Regions from separate parts of the Mus musculus genome. Here region 1 is linked to region 2. Evidence: chromatin contacts called from public Hi-C data. All regions are on one chromosome and are shown on one strand. Each heading gives the region's core, a stretch centred on a gene start, on an enhancer-like site or on the middle of the called end of the contact. The rest is flanking DNA. Distances are from core to core; before and after follow the strand shown.

Region 1 (3,378 bases), core at 857-3,356, 1.4 Mb after region 2:
CCCTGGCCACAGTACTTCTCAGGCTCAAGGCCCCGGGCGGGCCCACACCTCTTCTCCTCAGTAGTCTGGGTGCTCCGGAGGCTACGGGCCGGGGCTCCGGATCTGCCTGGGTTCCTGATCTTCAGGTCCTCCTGGGACCAGCCAGGTGTGCGCTGTTCCGGGGCGCACCATCCTGCACCCTGAGCCAGATGGGGAGAGGCCGGGAGCGGCAGTTTCCAGAAACCCGCACCCAAGCTGTCAACTACCTGGCGATAGCAACCGCCCCTACACCGCAGTTGCGCCCCAGCACCAGGGTCCCAGCGCCCCTCTGGGTAGAGGAGCCCCATTCTCCCCAGATTGGCTCACCTGTGCGCGCACCCGCCGCGGGGAACCGAGGTCTCAGCCCCACCAGCAGGAGAATCAGCACACAGTAATTAAGGGTACATAGTTTTGATGGTTTCCAGACTGGCAGCTGGAGGTAGCCTCACCGCCCGCCCACGTGGCACCGGGCCCCAAAGGTCACGTGACTCGTTCCTGCCTACCGGTAGGACCCGCCCATCCAAAACAGTGCCCTGTGCAAGCCAGCCTCAGACTCCACCCCAGCACTCCACCCTCAAGTCTGAGTAAAGTAGGCGTGTCCCACCCACTATTTGGATGTATACAACCCCTAGGTGGAGTCACTAATATTCCTCTTGAGTTTCTAAAGAGGGACGGCATTTCCACGTCCCGGGGTCACTTACCAGTCCCTAGCCTTCCCACGCGGGATTGAGTAATCGCCTCCTCCCAGCCTGGTTAACTGTTCTTTATCAGAGGCTGAGCAAACGAGTTACTGCCCGCTCCGCCCTGGGCGTGGTGTCTGTTTCTAAAGCTAGGGTTAAACTGCTTCCTGCTGTGCCAAGACAGTCAAAGACCTTTCTATTTCACAGATGAGGAAATTGAACCCGAGAAAGTGTCACCAGCCTCCAGGTGTCACCAGCTGGAGCAAGGAACCTGGCCACCAAGATGCTCCATAGAACCGCTTCCCCCAAGTTACAGACAGGGTGACCGGTGACCGTGAGAAGTAGAAGGGAAAAACAAGTCCCCTCCTACACACGAAGGTTAACAGACCCCAGGAAACGTGTGGGATACCGGAAGGAGATGAAGCCTGAGGGGGGAGGGCGACGCTTCTTCGCAGCTGTCTCTCCGTGCCTGGGTGGGTTTACCAAGCGGCGCCTTGGCACCGGAAGTCTTGGTCTGCAGACCCAGCCCTCCTCAGCCCCTAGTTGACTCCTTGCTCTTACTCTGAATTTTGCACGACTTTGGCCCAATTTGAAAGCCATTTCCTGGGGCGCCTTCCTGTGTGAACTTGTTGGGAGTACAGAGCCTGTGGGCAGGGACACAGGCGGAGACTCAGAATCCAGAGCTGAGACAACAAGGTTTTAAAAGAGGTGAACAGGGAGGAAAGGCTAGGGCTCCCAGAACTGGGAACTGGCCAAGATGACTCCTAAAGGTCTAGTCAGTGGATGACGAGTGACGTGCTTGAAGAAGCTGCTTCCTCAGCTCTTAGGTTGGGCTTGGTGCCAGAGCCTGGCCAGGGCATAGCAACAGGGAGGGCAGTGCCTGCCCTTAAGGCGGTCAGTTCAAAAATAACCTGCCAGCCAGTCATAGTGACACAGGCCTTTCTTTAATCCCAGCCTTGGGCAAGTGTCTCTGTGAGTTCAAGGCCAGCCTGCTCTACATGATGAATTCCAAGACAATCAGAGTTACACAGTGAGACCCTGTCTTGAAATAGAACAAAAAGCAAAGAACAAAGCGCCAGGGATCCGGAGAGGCAGCAGCTCCAGTGCTGAGACCATCCACCCATCACTAGCCTGCTCTCTGGGGCGACTGCGGACCGCAGATAAGGGTCCCCGCACCAGGACACGCCTAAGGGCTGGCGGCCAGGAAGGGGGCTTGCAGGAGTGGGAGCACAGAAAAGCAGGTCGGCCTGGTGCCACCCGCGCCTCTCACCTGTGCCCGTGACCCTCCAGGTCGGGAAGTGCACGCAGAGGCAGAGGAAACTGTGAGGAAGGAAGGCGGGAGTGGGTGGAGGGGAGGAGACGCGGTGGGCCCCCACCCCCGGGGTTCCTGTCACGTGACCCCCACCCCACTCCCTCACCACCCTGCCTGGTGTGTCAAGAGCTGGTCTTAGGAGGGGGCTCTTCGGGGAGCTTGGTCCCTTGCCTCTTTGTGAGCTGCTTGCCTTGTGACAATAAGGACGGTGAGAGGGGGAAGAAGGCCAGGGCTATTGCTTCCTTCCGGATGGTTTGGGGGGGGGGGTGTCTTTTCTTTTCTCATGATTGGGGATGTAGCCACGCCTTCTATTCTGGGTCCCTTGAGAAGACCAGAGCAGACCCAGCCTGGACAAAACACACAGAATGGGGCGGGCAGTGACGGTGCTCGCCTTTAATCCCAGCACTTGGGAGTCAGAGACAAGCAGATTTCTGAGTTCAAGGCCAGCCTGGTCTACAGAGTGAATTCTAGGACAGCCAGGGCTACACAGAGAAACCCTGTCTCAAAAAAACAAAACAAACACACACAGAGAGAACGGAGCCCTAGTACATCCAGAGCTGGGGTGTTGCAGGAAGCTAAATTCTAGGAGCTGTCGGGGGTTCGGGACAGGAGTGACCTCCCAAAAGCCAATCAGCACATGGGAAAAGATTGTGTTTTTCTAAAGCGTAAGGTAAGGTTTAGGACAGACAGCCTTTGCCCGCGGCTTCTCTCTCCTCATATCCTGGAGGCCTTTCACCGTGCTTGGCAGTTGAAGACTAAGGCCTTGGTCAGTGGGTCTGTTTGAGAGGTGGAGTGGGGCAGCCCCGGCTTCGACCACAGCAGGCTTCTTTTCACTGTGGACACTGGCAGGGCCAAGGTGGAGCTCCTGCGAGCAAGGATCTTGCCTGTCTGTCCCGCGCGCCCACTGGGATGTTTCGCCAGTGGTCGGTGCAGTCAGGACCAGCCCCACGAAGGCCTGAATCCCAGGCGGCCTCGGAGGAGCTGTGGGAGCAAGAAGTGGAGCGGCTATGCGCCTCCCGGACGCCTGTGCGGATGCTGCCTTACGCCATGGCAGACAAGCGCTTCATCCGGTGGGTGCCGCTCGGCTACTCTGGACGAGCTGCGCAGGGGTGGGGTGGGGGTGGGGGGCCTCCGGAGGATGCATCTGTCAGATGGATTACTCAAGGGCGCCCCCCTGTCACCACGGTCCTGCAGGGAACTGCGGGAGCCCGAGGGAGTGAAGACCACCTTCTGGCAGCGGTGGCATCGCCCGAGGCGGGTGGCGCGACAACACCTGAGGGAGGCAGAGCAACGGCTGGCCCGCGGCTTCGGTCTCTGGGAGGGAGCTCTCTACGAGATTGGGGGTAGGATCCCATGCCGACCCATATT
Region 2 (3,276 bases), core at 457-2,956:
CGTGCACCACCACACCTGGCTTCATATTTGTGTTTTTAAAAGAACAAAATGCTAGTTGGGTATAGTGGCTCACATTTGTAATCCTATGGCTGGGGAGCGGGGCTAGATCAGCCTCCTTTTTGTTGTTGTATTGGTTTTATTTTGTTTGAGACAGTCTCACTGTGTAGCCCAGGCTGACCCCAAATTTAACAATCCTGCCTCAGCCTTCAGGGCACCAAGATGCAATTTTAATAGATAAAAGTAACCATGCGGTCATTATTAGCAAGAGGTTTATTAAAAACACTAACAATCGCTGCTTAATGTCAGACCTCTCTAAAGTGGTTCTCACTCATTTCTGCTAGGACTCATTCTCTGGCACAAAAGCAGCAAGACAGGGAGCTACTGGCACTCACTCCGCAGGGAGGCAGGTTCATTGTCTGGTCCCAGCTTCCACCTGGCAGAAACTGGATGTACTGCTGAGAAATCAGCTCGACTCATTAGCATGTCTTTATTCTACCAAGAGAGAATGGGACCCTGTCCAATTCTGACACCTCACTCACTACTCCCGCATCAAAATCCACACCAGGTCCTCAAGCCAGAGGGAAGGTGGTAGACACGAGTCCCGGGGGTCTTGAGATCAGCAAGCAAAAAAAAATTTTTTTTAGATAAAGGTGATGATAAAGGACATGTAGCTGGGTCACTCGCCAGCAGCTTGAACAGCAGTCCTCACTCAAGTGGACTACTTTCTCATCTGCTGTCAAAACTCTCCTGCAATGCTGATGCTGATGGAGGCATTGACTGTTTCAAGTGACAGTGTACGACAGAAAACACTTTTGCTCTGTCTCCAGCCATCTCCTTGACAGAAACTAGGAAAGGGGCAATCCAAGTGACTCTTGTCAGATTCCTACACATCTCTGTTAACTTAGTTTCTCCCCCAATCCCCGCCCTGATAGTCTCCAGAAAAGCGAAGAACTGCTTAAGCAAGTTCGTCCTCCCGCACTACTCCTCACGCTCGCAGAAACGCACTTCTAGCTGTCCCAAGGGACATGGATGCGACAGCCCGGGGACAACACCTGGCACAGGTGCCTGTCAGGGATGCCTCTCCAACCCGCAGCCGCTGCAACGCCGCATCCCCGGCGGCGCGCGTCCCTGTCGCAGAGCAGATTACCACGGAGGACGCGAGCGGTGACCTCGGTGACCCTGCAGGCACCTGCAGTCCTCCGCGTGGCGTCGCCGAGGCCCGGGATGGGGAGCGCCCCCCGCCCTGCATCCCGAAGACCTCCCCCGCTCCGCGGCCGACTCGGGGCCGCCCGGGCCACCGCGTTGCCCGCCCGCAGCATCCGACGCGCGGCCTCCCCTCCGCCCGGCCCGTGGCGCGCGCCCGGCCCTCACCGGACTTGGGCGGGTAGCGGTACACGGAATTGGACGGGATGTCCACCTCCTCCACGCCCGCGTGCTGCCGGCTCGTCAGGGCCCCCATGGCCGCTGCGATCGCGGCGTCGCCCGGGCTCCGGCGTCCGAGCCTCAGCGCGCCGGCCGGCCGCACGCCCGGTGCGGGGGTCGGCTGCCCGCCGCGGCCCGCTCGGCTGAGGCGCTGCTGCGGCTGAGGCTGCGGGGAGCGGCCCGCACGGCGCGCACCATCCTCCGCCGGGCACCGCGGCGGCGCCTCTGCCTGAGGGGGCTGCGGGGCTGAGCCCGGGGGCGCCGCCGCCGCCTCAGACCGCGTGATGTCAGCGGCGGCTAGCGCGCGGGGGGACCGCGGCGGCCTCAGCCAATGGGACGGCGGGGCGGGAGCGCCCGCGGGCCGGCCAGCCAATAGGAAACGAGCTGCGGTGGGCGCCCGCGGCGCGTGCTTCGCGCGGAGGTTGCGGCGCGGATGCGGCCTGGGGCTCGGCGGCAGCGACGGGCAAGGGTCTGAGTCTCCCGGAGCTGCTCGGCCACGGCGGGTGGAAGAAGCATGGTCCCCGCCGCACCCGAGCGGTGTCCCGGTGGGATTATTGCTCCGGGTGCGCCTCCCCCGTGGCACCGGGGAGGCCTGCCTCGAGCTCGCGCGTCTTTGTCCCTGAATCCCACAGCGAGCCGCCCCGCCCTGGCAGCCAGAGCCCCGCCTCCTCCGCGTCTGTCGAGGTCATAGCCCAGGGGCGAGCATCCACATCCCTCATGCCCCTACCGCCTGAACCCCAAGTGCTCTGCCAACCTCACATCCCAAATGTCACCAAGACTGCATAGGGGATGTTGGGATGGTCAGCTAAGATGTGGCCATCCCTCCGTAAATGCTGTTTGTAACCTCCTTCCTGGGACAGCTCGGGTAGCCTTTAGGGTTTGGATTGGTAGGCATTAACTCAAGATAGTCACTCTGAGCCTGTCCCTTGTGAACTGTTCTCTGGAGACACTGGAAAGAGCCTTGTGTGGCCTATCAGTGAACAGTCCTCGAATCAAAAAGGGAATTTGATAGGGCAGATCTAGGACTTCCCTACACACACACACACACACACACACACACACACACACACACACAGTGGGCAGGCAGAAGACGTCATTGCTCAGTTAATTACAGACATTTATGTATTTGTGGGTATGATGAGGTTTTGGGGATTTTTTTGTTTTGTTTTTGTTTCTCTGGGGGGAGACTGATCAAGGTTCCGAACTGTTTCAGCATGACGTCAACTTTCAACAACATACACAGTAGTTTGGGGTGACTGATTCCCTTCTTTAGGTTTGTAAAACTGTTTTGTAGATCTGTCTGTCTCCTGATCTCTTCTCTTCTCTTCTCTTCTCTTCTCTTCTCTTCTCTTCTCTTCTCTCACCCCCCCGCCCCCCCCCGTGTGTGTGTGTGTGTGTGTGTGTGTGTGTGTGTGTGTGGTTTGCAGGGGTTGGTGTGGTTTAAGTTTTGTTGTTGATGTTAACATTTTATTTGTGTGTTGGCAGGGGGGGGTTCCTCTCCTGTATCGCCAGGTGATTTTAGAGGTCAAAGGACAACTTGCAGAAGTGTTTTCTCTTCAACTGTGTGGATTCTAGGGATATATCTCAGTTCCTCGGCTCCCCCTCCACCTTGAGACCAGATCTCATGTAGCTCTCGTTGACCCAGAACTTCTTGTAACCAATGTGGCCTTGAATTTCTGAGTCTCCTGCCTCTGCCTCCCAAGAGTATTTTGCATTTTCATTCACCTGAATTTAACTGACTCTGTGTTAAAGTTACTTATGAAAAATTGCCTTGGTTTTCCCCCAAGGTCCCCTGGAAGCCAGGCACCCACTCCTATCATGCACATCGGGTGATAATGAGGGAGGCCAAGTCCC

Evidence for each region. Hi-C and Micro-C count contacts between places; a contact is called where the count stands out from the background.
Region 1: a contact with region 2 is called in a Hi-C map of B cells, with 7 read pairs. The contact joins the promoter of Tmc8 here to the promoter of Rnf157 in region 2. A contact is called at or near these places in 1 of 39 promoter capture datasets (cranial neural crest) and 1 of 484 Hi-C or Micro-C datasets (B cells).

The regions. Positions count from the first base shown.
Region 1 is chr11:117,780,191-117,783,568 of GRCm38.p6, forward strand. It overlaps Tmc8 (transmembrane channel-like gene family 8), which reads left to right and starts at 2,107. Exons shown (of 16, transcript NM_181856.2): 1 at 2,107-2,218; 2 at 2,860-3,080; 3 at 3,205-3,353. The coding sequence starts at 2,920. Gm11723 (a long non-coding RNA gene) reads right to left here. Exons shown (of 3, transcript XR_003949820.1): 3 at 2,465-3,283. It overlaps Tmc6 (transmembrane channel-like gene family 6), which reads right to left and starts at 502. Exons shown (of 20, transcript NM_145439.3): 1 at 346-502.
Region 2 is chr11:116,411,326-116,414,601 of GRCm38.p6, forward strand. It overlaps Rnf157 (ring finger protein 157), which reads right to left and starts at 1,707. Exons shown (of 19, transcript NM_027258.1): 1 at 1,372-1,707. The coding sequence starts at 1,459.